Regions from separate parts of the Astyanax mexicanus genome. Here region 2 is linked to region 1. The links are chromatin contacts, called in public Hi-C maps. All regions are on one chromosome and are shown on one strand. The core of a region is the stretch at or near the end of the contact, and the rest is flanking DNA. Distances in the headings are between cores, read along the strand shown. Region 1 holds the start of coq8b (coenzyme Q8B). Region 2 holds the start of LOC103026644 (polynucleotide kinase 3'-phosphatase).

Region 1 (7,624 bases), core at 2,116-4,615:
GAAACACAAACAGTAACTGAATACAGTAATAGACACAAGCTGTTCGCTTTACCAGTGCTGAAATGAGTAATAATTTAGGTTCATTTTTATACAATATTTGCAGCTGAGGCTTCAGAATCATCTTCCATCTTTATCTCTGCACCTACAAAAAATGCACTGTGTTCTGAGAATTCAGACAACATTATACAATATCTGACACCTCAAACAGAACACTGAACAGTGAGTACAGTGCAAAATGAGACACAGCCCATGCTTTAATATTTAGTTTTGGGGATATTACTGCGAATTTTAACGTTTCCATAATGTAAGCATTGGCCTAGCCAATTCCTGGAACATGATTTCTGTAACATTATAGAAATAAAGTCCATGGGGCCCTAAGCTAAATTCTGATAAGAGGTCCTACCAGAACAGATCCAAAGTGTGATACACTGCCTGGCCAAAAAAAAGTTGCCACCTGGATTTATCTAAGCAACTGATCTGGGGTTGTTGTAGTTGGTCAGGTCTAGGTTCAGCAACAGTATGTTTGAATCCACAAAGAATGAGGTCAGCTGACTACCTGAATATACTGAGTATAGATCAGGTTTTCCATAAATGGATTTTTTCTTGCCTTATGGCACAAGCATATTCCAAGATGACAATGCCAGGATTCTGAAAGAGTGGTTCAGGGAGCATGAGATCATCATTTTTACACATGGATTGTAACCCTCTTAACCCCATTGAATCTTTGGGATGTGCTGGAGATTTGTGCAGCGGTCAAAGAAATCAAAGCTAAGGGTGGTCCAACGAAATATTAAAGTGTGTGACCTTTTTTTGGTGGTGACTTATTTGGCTAGGCAGTGTATATTTATACCATTGCACCCACTACTATTCTCCCTCTTGACTGGCTTAAAAATAATGACAGACATCTACACAACATTTTCTAAACACAGGTAAATAAACCAATTTTAGTGTGATTGTATAAAATATAGTGACAGCTTTTAAGGTGGAAGAAGCACCTCTCTCTTTTTCACCAAACCAGCAACTTCTGTGATCACCCAGAAACACTGGTACACTAAAGATAAGGGCAGAGGGGACAACCACCACCTGGTGCCCCGGTGGTTTAAAAGTGTGCTTCTAAAGTTCAGTTTATAGCGGCAAAAATGAGACAAAGTGCCCTAGTGGCTGCCCTACTTGGAAAAAGTATAAAATTTCCCCCATGGTTATACAACATTGATTATGATGATATGTGTCTAGATCAAGAAAGTTTAATAATGTGCCATCTGTGTGTCCCATTCTGCCCCTGCAGTAGTAAAGGGTGCTGTTATGAAGTGCTATCTATGCCACGCTTACTAAACAGTTAGTGGTAAACTCAAGCTGGGGGTGGGAGGGGCAACCACTCCCCCTGGTGCCCCCATGGTTTAAAAAGTGTCACTAAAGTGCATTTACAGTGGTGAATATGAGACAAAGTGCCCTATTGGCTTACCCTTTTGGGTGTAAAAAGGTATCAAGCGATTGAGTGCTTCTTTTCACAATAAATTATGATGTGCGTTTTATCTTAATGAATCTAAATAAGTGCCATCTATGAGTGCCCTTTTGATTTTACATAACTAAAAAGTGCTGTTATGAAGTGTGTTCTAAGCACCACTTACTAGAAAGTCACTGGTGGAAATGAGACTGGGGGACGAAAAAAGTTTGATTTTGGTTTCCTCTTCCATGTTTGGTGTGTCTCCCAGGTGGCGTGTGCCAAACTTTAAACAAGACTTTTTATGGATATATTTGAGAAAAGTCTCCCACCTCAGCTTTAGATCTCTGCAGTTCATCTAGAGTGATCATGGGCCTCTTGGCTGCATCTCTGATCAGTCTTCTCCTTGTTTGAGCTGAAAATTTAGAGGGACGGCCGGGTCTTGGTAGATTTGCAGTGGTCTGATACTTCTTCCATTTTTTTTGCCGTTGTTCACCAACGTGTGTTTCAGAACTTTCGAATCGGACAGTTCTTCGCGCCTGACACTCTGGCTGAAACTCCACCCTCTTTGACTAGGTCTGCCTAACAACAGAGCGATCTATATTTTGATAGGCTCAACAAGAGTACATTAAAATATATAACCGATGGATTGGCAAGCGTGAGAAATACCATGTGTGGCGTGTGAGCGTGTGAACTCGCTGAGGTGCGTGTGTCACTTGAGAACAGTATATGTCACACAAGACCAGTGTTGTGAATCCAAAAGCAGGTTTATTGTACAAACACACAAAGATCCAAGTGAACAAGGCAGAAAAGGGTTAATTAAAAAAAAAATCGAGGTCTAGGCAGAAAAAGGGTCACAGAACAAAAATACCAGATAAAAACAAACACTTCAAATGTCAGAAGTACTAACAAGATATCGCATATAGGCGTCCGTGAGAGCTGCTTAAACAGTGAAAACACTGATTACCAGGTGAGGCCAGGTGTGCTACTGCTAATATTGGGGCGAGTGCGACCTCCTGTGGCGAGGAGGTGGATTACCAGGGTCATTGGTGACAGTAACAATCAAAAAAAGTTTTTAAAAAAAGGTGCATATGTTAGAATGTTATAATCAACTGTATTTTCGCACGTATGTTATATACTTAAAAAGTGGCTGGTTAGAAAGTGTTTATTATTCTTAAACCTTTATTCTTTAGTTATATTAGAGTTTGTTTAACAATTGTGCAGTGCATAACCGTATTGCTGCTTTTTGTGTTTTTGCACTTCGGTTATAAACTCAATATAAAAAAAGTTTGTTAGTTTAGAAAATGTTTTATATTCTTAAACCATGTTAAATTATATTCGATTAGAGGAAAGTCATTCAGACATCATTCTTGTAGCCTAATTAACTGATGTTTAGGCATGTGGATGATTGTTAGCGTTGTTTATGTTTTAATCTTTCAGAGATCTGTTCTTAATAAACATTTTTCTTAAATAATAGGGCTTCCTCAGTGTCGCAATGTTATTTAACATTATTCTGAACACATTCCACTCATTCAAACAGTACGAACATGTTTTTGAAAAGTTCAGTTTTAAAAAGCTTAGTAAAAAAAAAATGGTCGGGCTCGTAATGACAGTTTATGGGTCGAACTGGATTTTTGGGGCTGATGTAAGCTCTAAAATGTAGTGTAAATAGTATGTTTGCTTTGCCTCCTCTAGCGGTGAGCAGGGCATATTTACATTTATTTATATAAAGGGTTGATTTGGGGAGTGGGCAGTCTCGCTATAAACCAGCTATGGTGTTAATGGCATCAACACAGTTCCTAAATCACGTGTCGCTGATTATTGGTTAACGCCGCCTCAGTCACCGCGGTATTATCCTGTGAATGGGTGTCTTTACCTAAATCCCGCCTTAATTCAGTAAGCCAGAATGTGATTGGACGTGGGGCGCCCCGGTGTGCGCATGTGCGGTGGGCTTGTGGCGGTGTGGAGCAGAAGGACACAGAGAGCTCTGTATTAAACTGTATTAGAATTAATAAGACAGTAATCAGACACTGTGTGGATCAGACAGCTGCAGGGCGGTAAGCACAGCTCTGTTAAAGTCTATTAGAGTCATTTTACTGTTGTTGATTATCTAATGATCAGTGTATTGATTCTGACAGGCTGTGGTATTGATTATAGAGCTAAATTAGATTTATTCAGGTATAAAGTTTTGATCTAAATCTGCTAAAATTAGATTTTATTATATATATCTATATCTGTAACCTGTCTCTGTCGGTTCGGCCTGTGTATGTAATACCGTGCTCACGTTCCTTTATCTTTATAATCATGGAAGATATGACGCAGCAAATCGTTACATAATAATTACCTTTTAAACATGTATACAGCTTACATTTTAAGCTGTTTTCATTAAAATATAAAGCTGTTTAAATGTGTCCAGGAGCCCTGTGATCTTGGGATAACCCCGCCCTTTAATGAAGTAACCTCCAAAGCTCTATGGTATTACTTACACTTTTTGGGAGAAAAAAATATTTGGAAAAATCTTCAGAACAAACTAATTATTTTAATGTCCACTGCTTCATCATGATACCCTAAAATAGAGATGTACATAATGCTGTTCAAAGGCAACAAATGAAAAAAAAACTTGTTTTATTAAGCTTACAACAAAAATATAGGAAGAATAAGGGGGGGCAATATGGCCCTAAAATAATATCACAATATTTCATGGTATTTTTGCGATAATGATACTCTTGGGACTATGACAAACCACTGAATCAAACAAATATTTCAAGAATACACTACTGCAACAAAATAAAAATACATTTTACTATTGTATACAATGTGATATGGCACACTCCTAATTGAGATATTAAAAAATCAAGAATTTTATCAGATTTGTAACAGAAGTCAAAGATCCAGAATGTCATGATACTAATAATGCACTCCAAATATCTCCATATATCCAGAACTGAAGTAAAATGAATGATACTGGACATACATAACCTGATTTTAGTAGATTTAGATAGACCACTTAAAATGATGAGTTTCTTTACTAAATTGGAAACCTCTGGAATATAATCAAGAGGAAGATGGATGATCACAAGCCATCAAAGCAAGCTAAACTGCTTGATTTTTTTTGCACCAGGAGTGGCATAAAGTTTTTTTCAAAAGCATTGTGTAAGAGGAGGAGACCATGCCAAGATGCATGAAAACTGTGATTAAAACCAGGGTTATTCCAACAAATATTGATTTCTGAACTCTTAAAACTTTATGAATATGAACTTGTTTTCTTTGCATTATTTGAGGTCTAAAAACTCATCCTAAAAGCTTCAGCCATTTCCCATTTTCTGCAAATAAATGCTCTAAATGACAATATTTTTAATTGGAATTTGGAAGAATGGTTGTTTATAGTTTATAGAATAAAACAACTATGTTAATTTTACTCAAACATGATTACTGAAACTGATTCAGAAACTGAAGTGGTCTCTTATTTTTTCCAGGGCTGTATCGTGGAAAATGAGAACAGTGTAAAGTGCAGAAAAAGTACTCTGATGTGATAATAAGGGGTGGGTGATATGGCATGATATGTTAGTTATTTTAGTAATTAAAGTTTGAATTTGTATTTGAAACTGATAAGATAAGATTTCTGTCTAATCTAAAATCTCTAACTATGATAAAAATAAATAAATAAATATGTCTGCCAAAAGGCACAGTATTGTGATAATGGCCTGGACTCACTGTTACATTGAGATATATTTATTGTATTAGTTTGAAAACCTATATTAAGTTGACTCCATGGGTATGGATATGTAAATGTACAGTATATTTGAAATTGAATAAGTATTGAAAAAAGGGACATTGTGTTATTAGGGGAAATGTATTGTGTTTGTTTAGAGTTAGTAATCCAGCACAGTATATGATGAGTTTATATAATCTGTCTTAATCTGATTTTATATAATATAGTCTGTGATGGATGTCTCATAGAAATTATAAGAGTGGGAAACTTTCTTTTATATCAAGCATGAAATAGTTGATTGGACATCCTTTGATGTGAGTCCCGGGAGCTGATTGGTCAGGTAGATCAGTCAGACTGGATTATACGATTCAATGCAGGTTGTTTGTAATATTATTAACTGTGATTGGCTGGTGAGGTAATTGTGATAATGAGTGGGTGTTCAGGAAAAAGTGTTCCTAATGAATTGCTTGCTTTTGCTAAAAACCCTTCTGTTCACACACTTTATCCTCCTTATCAGGTGTTTAAAGTGGTTCTAATGGGCTTGGCTCTCATGTTGTTAAACGTCTCAGAGTCTTTAATCTGTTGCAGCTGGTGTCCCTGACTGCTAATCTTAACATGCTCATGTTAACTTCAGAGGATGTTTGGATATTGGACTTGGTTTGTAGTAAAAACTTGATAACGAGTATTCATTTTTGAAGTATAGTCCACTTCTGGTCTCCCCCAGCATTCCCAAATACAGTGCTTTTAGCTAATGCTCCCAACAGGCTTACAATACTAGTGATAGTAGTGATAGAGGCATAGTGTATATGCATCATATTTCACTACATGCATTTTGAGATGTATTTTGTGTTATTTTGTTAGCAGTGATGCTGTCGGAGGTGCTGCAGGTGCTGAGGGGTGCCGGCCGGGTGGGCGCTGCCCTCGCCAGCACTCAGGGCGAACAGCTGCGACTGATGGCCTGTAACTCCACACTGGGTGCAGGGGTCAAGGCTGCTCAGGAGGTGGTGGAGGGGCTGGCGGGCACCGTGATGAGCGGAGGAGAGGTAGGCAGGCCTGGTGATGTAGGGGTGGAACAAAATATTGATATCACGATATATTTTTTCGCTTTGGATATATTATCGATATATGGTGTCAAATTTGGATACTTTTGTTAAAACATAAGCCCTATCTGGACGGGATTAGTTTCTCAGGGGGTCCTGGTATAATTTTTTGTCTTTTATGGGGGGGGGGGGGGGTCCTCTGTGATTTTATTCCTGTCCAGAAAGACCATGTATGTGTTTTTCTCAGATGTCCTCTAAGAAAATTACAGACTGAATTACCTACTGTTTTTTTGCTAAACTCCGTCATCCTCCTGTAATTTTAGTCCCGTTCAGATGCACGTCTTATATTTCAAGTTTAATAAAATTGCTATTTGTCCACTGCTATGCACCATAATTACACTTTGGGCGCACGTTTCCAAGGAGATCGAGGAGCGATTGGAAATAGAGGAGCTAATGAACGCGTCATGTGATTTAGAATGCCAAAAATCTCACTGGTCCTCCTGTTTTTTCAATTGCAGTCTAGATGCAAAACAAATCCTGTACAGATAGGGCTATAGGTGCTCTAAACTCCCAAAGCAACCCCCCCCAATTAGACTTACTAAAGTTGTCTAATTGTACTGCTTCATTACTCCAGTGAATGAATAGGGTAAACCTGTGGTAAAGAATATTTGTATTTAAATTGTGTGTAACTGACACCAGTAAATCCATAATTCCTGGTATTTGATTAATTAGTATTGTGTATTTTATCTTCTTCAGTAACACAGATGGTGTAAAGTATCATAGAAAATTATAATGTGGTATTAAGTGTCACAGGATACTGATACTTTGATTCAATAAGAAAATAAGAAATAAGAAAAAAATTAAATATTTAATGCCACATATCAATAATGTATTGCAAATGAAAACGATACAATATATTGTGTTATCAATGTTTTGTCCCACGCCTAATTATCATTATCATGGTAAATTCTTCATGATAATGTTGTATCATGAGAGGCCCTGTGGTTTTCACTACTAGTCTGAAGTCTGAAAAATATGGAATCAGTAGTAAAGACACCACTGCCCTGCAGGGGGCAGATCTGGTTCAATTCCCACTCTACTCTGGATTCAAATCACATTAACTCTTCATAATCTATACATTAACATAATTACAGTTCTCTCATAATTAACCTCAATGTTATAGATCCTTTGATAGAACCCTGTGGGACTTCACTAAATAGGCTATACCAAATGAGTACCAATTAATTCATAGTAATTTCTTCTAAAGATGCACAGACGTATTTTTTTTTGTCCCAAAATAAAACATTTATCTAAATACTGAACACAGTTTTTTGCAGGTTTATAAAGATAATTTTGCCAATTTTCACCCCTAAATAAACAAATTACCCTGGATGTTTTTTGTCTTGCTTTTCAGAGGAGAAAGCAGTTGAA
Region 2 (7,624 bases), core at 1,765-4,264, 340 kb after region 1:
TAGGCACCATTGTGCAAGTTGGTGCTTGAACCCGATGATTGCCGCTTGCGGCTATATTTATTATTATTATTATTATTATTATTATTATTATTATTATTATTATTATTATTATATATTTTTTTATCATTCATTTCAAACAACCTTACAGGATATAGCACCTAATTATAACACAAGTTAACAATCGGTCCAGACCTTGGCCTTTCGAAATTTCCTCTAACTGGACCATAATGAATTCTAGTTAAGATCTTCCCATACACCTTTTTTTTTTCTTCTGTTTCATCTTCTCACAGACACCATGATAAGAACGTGCTGCCCAGACAGGCTGGAGCTGATCACGTCACTGGAGCTGGACAACAAACTGTTAACTGGACTCTGTTGATGTAGCCAAATTAAAAGATACTATCCAGTTGCATTGGATCCTATTGATTTACATGTCATTTGCACTCTCTCTCTCTCTCTCTCTCTCTGGGTTGTGAATGTGTTGATCTATAGAGATACAATTATACATTGTGTTGACCTGTTGATGTACTTTTACTCTTTTCTAAAGTATCTATTGATATATGTTCCTTTTATATATCTGTAATGCTGAAACAATTTTCAAGTAAAAATTAACTTATTTTAAATTCCAGACTTTAACTCAATATCTATCTTTTTATGCTCTGGGATTTCTCACATTCGAGTTTTAGTCATGCTGTGGTAAATTACTCTACAGTAAAAAAGTGAAATCATTTGCTGGTGAGAATTCAGACACACAATTCATAAAATATCTGTTTAAAATAAAAATAAAAAAATACTTCACGTTGGGACATGTTGACTCTTAGATAATTCATGTTTTGTAAATCTTTTTAAACCATAAATCTTTCAAACAGTTATGCATATGTTCATAAGAGGGTGGAGATCCTGTGTATGTTCAAATATATGCTACAAATAAATGCTACAATTTGTACATGTCCCTTTCGTAATAAAGTATTATAAAAAATATAAATATAATTTAATTTCCAAAAAGTTTCAAAGTCCGATTGGAACTCAAACCCAGAAATGAATGATGTATTCACTTTCGCTTTACTTACATGGTTTGATTTGAGGTGCTGTCCTACTGGCTGTAGAATGAACTGTACTTCTTAATATTACAGGTTTATCCAGCTAATTCCGACGTTAAATCGTGATATATTTATGCTGTGCTGTAATTTTACCAGAATGATTTTCTCTTAACTGCCTGCAGGAGGAACTGATAGATCATTAATCTGTAGGAAATTTTAGTCCAGACCCCTCTCCTCCTCCCCTTCGTTCAACAGAGAGTCTATATAGAGAAGAGCACCCACTCCAGACCGTTTACCCTGTTTATTCAGCCTCCAGAGGGCGCTCCAGAATTAATAAGTTCATATGAAGCAACTGAGCAAAATCAGAGTTTATCTTTGCTGTAGTTGGGCAACAAAGAACAGAACACAAAAATGTGACTTTATAGCAAAAAAGTATCGCAATAAACCCACAGCATATATCAAGGATATCGGAAAAAGGCAGTTTGGCTTTGCCATTAGCAAGCGAGCTAACTAACTTAGTTAGTTAGCGTTAGCGCCACAGGCTAGGCTAGCTAAAGATATAATTACTTTGACTGAGTAACATCTAAGGCAAAAGAAGCACTAAATATCTGTATACAGTAAGAGACACTGTACTAAATCCATAGCTAGCATATATCAATCATATCCAAAAGGGGTCTTTTTTCTCTGTGGTTGCTAGCGTTAGCTATCTCATAGTTAGCACCCACGCAGTTCAGAGACAGTTGGGTCGTCTTTTTAGACTCGGATCTATTAATACAGCAGGGAACACAGCACTGGGCCATATTAACAGACTCAATGCAGTGGTTTAAGAGTATTGCGCAATAATATTGGTGCCAAGTATGATAAAAAAAAAAAAAAAAGCTTTAGCGTGTCATAACAAGAAGCCCTTTTTTTTCTGAAGTACGACATAGTAACTTACAAAAAACAGATTTCTTATAATTACAAGATGTTTATTTTATAATTACGACATACAATGTTGTTTTAACAACATTACTTAAAAACAAGATACTTTTTCATAATAATGGGATATGTATTTTATAATTACGACAGTGATTTTTAAAAATAGGTAGTTTCTCTAAATTAGGGGATGTTTATTTTATTATTACAATATCTCAAAAAACAAGATATTTTCTCGTAATTATGACATTTATTTTATAAATACGACACAGTAACTCATAACAACGAGTTAGTTTCTCATACTAATGCTATGTTTGTTTTATAATTACAACATACTATGTTGTTACGACATACTTTGTCGTTTAAACTATATTAAAGCTCATAAAAACGAGAGTTTCTCGTTATAACGACATGCTAAAGTTTTTTTTAGGAGACTTAGGAGCAATACCTTCAGTAGGAACTCACCAACCAATCAACACTGACTAGCAGCAATGCTAGCGCCTTTACTGAATAAAACCCGTTTACTGTAGAGACATTTAACAATATAGACTAGATTTCTTTACTTTTTTAGTAAAATACTTCATTGTACTTTCCAAAATACAATTAATATACAGGGTAAATAGTTAGTTATGTTTTTAAATAAAGTTTTTGCCGTTTAGCTCTATTTTTCTCTATTTATGAAGGACTTTCTCGCGGGCTCTCTCTAGCGGTGCGCAGTTGCATTATCTGATTATAATAATACGGCATAGCGGGCGGTACCGGAAATAGGTAGTCTTGCCATTAAAACAGCTGTGGCTTGACTTCCACTTGGGAAAATCTATTTATTATTATTTTAAAGGGATGTCTCTTTTGTTCTTTTTTAATGTTAACGTTAATAAATCAATATAACGCACTGTATTATTGTTTGTTCTACTTTATCTTGCGTTTAAAAGGTCAAAAAAGTATTTAAAACAATAATATTTATCAGGACGGGTGATAAACTGAGATTTTAGATGTGTTGTAAAGAAAGTAACCCCCCTATTTCCTTTCTGTGTTTTTTCCTGCGCTTTGAAGTGCGTATGGGAAGTGAGCGAGGGCTGGATTGGGACAGAGTGGGCTGTTGAAAGGGACGCGTTGTGTAGCTGTTTAGATAGTTTGTTAGCCGACTAACTATTATCCTTGTTTTCTGTCGTTTTTAAAGTCTTGAAGGCGTTTTAAAGTCGTAATCTGGTCAGTGCGCTGTTTCGCGTTTGGCTGGTTAGTATGTTAGCTGCTTGAAGGTGGTGGAGAGCTGTTTCTGTTTAGTTTAGTGTTAGTTAGCTAAGATATGCTAAGTGTATTTAAATGTTCTGTGATGTAGGATTATATTAATATTAATATGTATAATTCTGATGTGATTTAAAGCCGTAAAATAAATGATAAGTGAGGAATAAGTGTATTAAATCCTTTTTATTTAACTACAGGTTGCTGGTCGTAGAGCGTAGGGAACAGATAAGTAAACGACCGCACTCCTCGGAATGAAGTGTGCACTACTGAGTCCCTCAGGAGCCCGGGTGGAGCTGTGTGATGGACGCGCCCTGATCCTGGGTCGGGGTCCTGAGTCTGGAGTGAAGGATAAACAGTGTTCCAGACATCAGGGTAAATACACCCTTACAGCCTCTTCTGTATTATACAGAGACCCTAAGGCATACCTGTCAAGTCTCCCGTTTTGGCCGGGAAACTACCGTATTTTATTCCTCTTTCCCGCCGTCCTCCCGTTTTAGTATTTTCCCGTAAATTTCCCGTATTATACTAAATAAAAAATATATATAGGCCACAGGCGACAATGCACTGACCGCTGTGTGTCTCTTAACCAATCGTGGTGCCGGTTCAAGGAGAAAGTCCCGCCTTTCAGGAGAAACAGCCAATCAGCTAGCTGGTTTTGCGGAGCGCAGTTTAGTGTGCGGGAAGCCCCGCCCCTCCCCTCGCTGTGAGTTCAGGCAGCTAGTCGGAGCAGCTGTCGTTAAAACTAATCTGGATATACGGAGATTTTTCTAAAAGAAAGGTAATTAACCATGTAAACTGTGATGAGATTGTTTCTGATAGCTGGTTAAAAAGACTCTTCTCTGAATCAAAACATAAATTAAACCCACTGTGTGTTTAATAAAATACAGCTTAACTTTAGAATTAGCTAGATAGATATTCAGGGTTTGAGAAAAAAAAAAAAAAAAAAAAAAAAAAAAAAAAAAATATATATATATATATATATATATATATATATATATATATATATATATATATATATATATATATATATATATATATATATAATGCCCTGCCCTGATGTGCCTGATCAGCCAATAACTATCATTTCCAAACTCTATTAGTTCAGGGCTAGTTTTAGGGTTTGTTAGAATTTGTTTAAATCTCAAGTATTGTGGTAATGTATTATAATGTAATGTAATGTATTATTTAGAAGGGGTGGAAGAGATGGTTGAGCTGGAGAGAGAGAAAATGTGGAGAGGGCTGAAATTAACTGAACTGATCAGGAGTGGACTGAACAATAGAAAGAAGTATTAATGAAAGATTATTAATTGTGTAGGCCCCTTAGGACTATTATTTACTTATGGAATATATCTGATCCATGTCCTTTTTGTAAATTTGTGCACCCTTCAATTTCAATTTTAAATCTATTAAATAAATAAATAAATAAATATATATATATATATATATATATATATATATATATATATATATATATATATAATATATATATATATATATATATTTTTTTTTTTTTTTCCCTCGTTTGGGCTGTTGGGGCGGCGGAAAAAATCCCTTATTTTTAAGTCCAAAACTTGACAGGTATGCCCTAAGGTGACATCATGTTTAACAAAAAAATATAGCATGGCCACCACTTATTAAGACATGGGAACAAGATACTAACAGGTGGGAATGAAATAATTAAGGCGTGTGAATGAGAAAACTAAGACATGGCCACCACTTATTTAGGCGTGAGAACGAGATCCTAATGGGCGGAAATGAGAAAATGAAGGCTTGGACACAGCTTATGAAGGCATTGGAACGAGATACTAATGTGTGGCAACAACTTATTAAGGTGTGGGAATGACATCCTAACGGGTGGGAATAAGATAATTAAGTTGTGGCCACAGCTTACTAACCTGTGGGAACAAAATGCTAATGCGTTCCCGAAACTTATTAAGGCGTGGGACAACACTCTAATGGGTGGGAATAAGATAATTAAGTCGTAGCCACGAAAAAAATGTAGGCATGGGAACAAGATGCGTGGGAATGAGATTCTACTGGGTGGCAATGAGATAAGTAAGGTGTGTGAATGAGATAATTAAGTTGTGGCCATGACTTATTAAGGCATGGGAACTAGATACTAATGCATGGCAATGTCTTATTAGGCTGTGGGAACGAGATCCTAATGGGTGGGAATGAGATAATTAATGTTTGTGACTGAGATAATTAAGTTGTGGCCATGACTTATGAAGGCATAGGAATGAGATACTAAAGAGTGGGAATGAGATAATTAAGGCAAAGGAATGAGTTTCTAATTGGTGGGAATGAGAAAATTAAATTGTGGCCACAACTTATTAAGGCATGGGAACAAGGTACTAATGCATGTCCACGACTTATGAAGGAGTGGGAACAAGATCCTAATGGGTAGAAATTAGATAATTAAAGTGTGTGAATGAGAAAATTAAGTCATGGCCACGACTCATTACGGTGTTGGAACGAAATCCTAATCGGTGGAAATTATGGTGACATAATGTAAAAAAAAAAAAAGGCAAGGGCACAACTTTTTAAGGAGTGGGAACAACATCCTAATGTGTGGCTACGACTTATTAAGGCTAGGGAACAACATACTAATGGTTGGGAAAGAGATAATTAAGGCATGTAAATGAGATAATTAAGTCATGGCCACAAGAAAATTATGTCGTGGACAGAGAATAATAAAGTTGGCTTTTCTGTAAATGAATGCCCATGATGAAACTGAATATTACATCAAAGCTCCTTTAATTCAAGGATGATCTTAAGAAAATGGAGAGTGGCACCGAGTGGTCCAGCGGTCTAAAGCGCTGCCACTAGGGGCGGGAGGTCGCAGGTTTGATCCCCCGCTCATGCAGCTTTGCCATCAAGCTGCCGGCGCTCAGAGAGGGAGCAAAATTGGCCCTGCTCCCTCCGGGTGGGTAGATGGCGCTTTCTCCCCACATCATAGTCGGGGTGATGTCTGCAGCACAGGGCGTCTGTGAGCTGATGTACCAGAGTCGAGCCGCTGCGCTTTCCTCCCAATGCTGCATTGCTAGGCGATGCTGCATCAGCAGCAGCTCGAAAAGAAGCGGTGGCTGACTTCACATGTATCGGAGGAGGCACCCTCCTAGTGTGTTGGGGCATTACTTGTGATGGGGGGAGTCCTAGTGAGTGGGTTGGGTAACTGGCCGTGTAAATTGGGGAGAAAATGAGAAAGAGAGTGAACTGGTTTATTTTTATTTTAATCTCTGAATGAAGGATGGTGATACATGGAGTAATTCTAAGTAAAAGACATTTAATTCTCATTCTAAAAGCTGATTGGCTCAGACGCAGACAGTATACAGACCCGGTAGGTTCCTCAGGCTCGCTTTGTTAACTGAGAAACAAAAAAACTTGTGGCCACACCTTAATGGCTATGATTAAATTAACTTGTTAATAATCTTAATTATTTATTCCCACGCCTTAGTTATCTTGTTCCTATGAATCAGGTTCTTGTTCCCACGCTTTAATTATTTTGTTCCCATGCCTTACGATCTCGTTGCCACGCCATAAAGCCATAAAGTACATTTGAGAAAAGTGTTGTACAATTCGGCATTTCAGGAATAAAAACGTAATTTTATGATGACTATCATCATAATATTTTGCAAACAAAATATTAAAAATATAAAATAAAACAGGGTGCAAATTATACAATGATAATTGGGGGGGTCAAGTATTTCTTTGGGGTGTAAATGGAAACCAGTACAGCGAAGGCGCAAGCTTACAAATGTCTCGCTTCTTTACTGTAATGTCTACAGCACGTACTGTTAAAGATAAATTCATTATATCAGCTAATGTAGCACATACCACACCATACTATTACTCCTGAAAAAAACAAACACAATGCTATTGGTCTTTAAATTTTAATTCATATTCTACAGGATCTCTCCTACAGGAATCGTTTTTTATTTAATTCTAAATAAATAGAAAATAACAATGTAACTGAAAATCCCCGTAAAGGATTTTGACACTGTGACTACAATAATAAGTATTAAGGGGAGATGTAGGAATGCATTTATATAGCTTGGCTAAAGCCTTTTAAAAAGATTGGCTGCTGTTAATTTTCAAAGTAGCCTAATAAATTTTGAAAAAGATTGAAACTCAGTCTTTCCTTAAAAAAATTGTAATACACCAGTTTACTGTAAAACTACTCATCTGAGTAACTAATTCCTCACTAGGTCAAACTTACTGCAGCGTATGAAGCTTTTAGTTTCTTGTTCACATTTCCCCTTTGCCTTAAAACACATTTCCATTCCACCTTAACAGTGTCCCTGCATTAAACATTTTTTTAAAGTGTTTTACACATTTCTGCTTAGGTTCTGCAGAAATCACAAACAATCCATATAAAACAGAACGTGGATTCCCATTTGAATGTTCTGTTCCACCTTAAAAGC

What was found. Hi-C and Micro-C count contacts between places; a contact is called where the count stands out from the background.
Region 2: a contact with region 1 is called in a Hi-C map of muscle, with 4 times the contacts expected there. The contact joins the promoter of LOC103026644 here to the promoter of coq8b in region 1. A contact is called at or near these places in 2 of 3 Hi-C or Micro-C datasets (blood and muscle).

What each region holds. Positions count from the first base shown.
Region 1 is chr18:32,158,703-32,166,326 of AstMex3_surface, forward strand. It overlaps coq8b (coenzyme Q8B), which reads left to right and starts at 3,366. Exons shown (of 16, transcript XM_049467513.1): 1 at 3,366-3,498; 2 at 4,918-4,983; 3 at 6,018-6,196. The coding sequence starts at 6,020.
Region 2 is chr18:32,502,278-32,509,901 of AstMex3_surface, forward strand. LOC103026644 (polynucleotide kinase 3'-phosphatase) reads left to right here and starts at 3,015. Exons shown (of 18, transcript XM_049466915.1): 1 at 3,015-3,164; 2 at 3,398-3,572. The coding sequence starts at 3,452. It overlaps zgc:162193 (TRPM8 channel-associated factor homolog), which reads right to left and starts at 1,438. Exons shown (of 7, transcript XM_049467264.1): 1 at 1,071-1,438. The coding sequence starts at 1,072.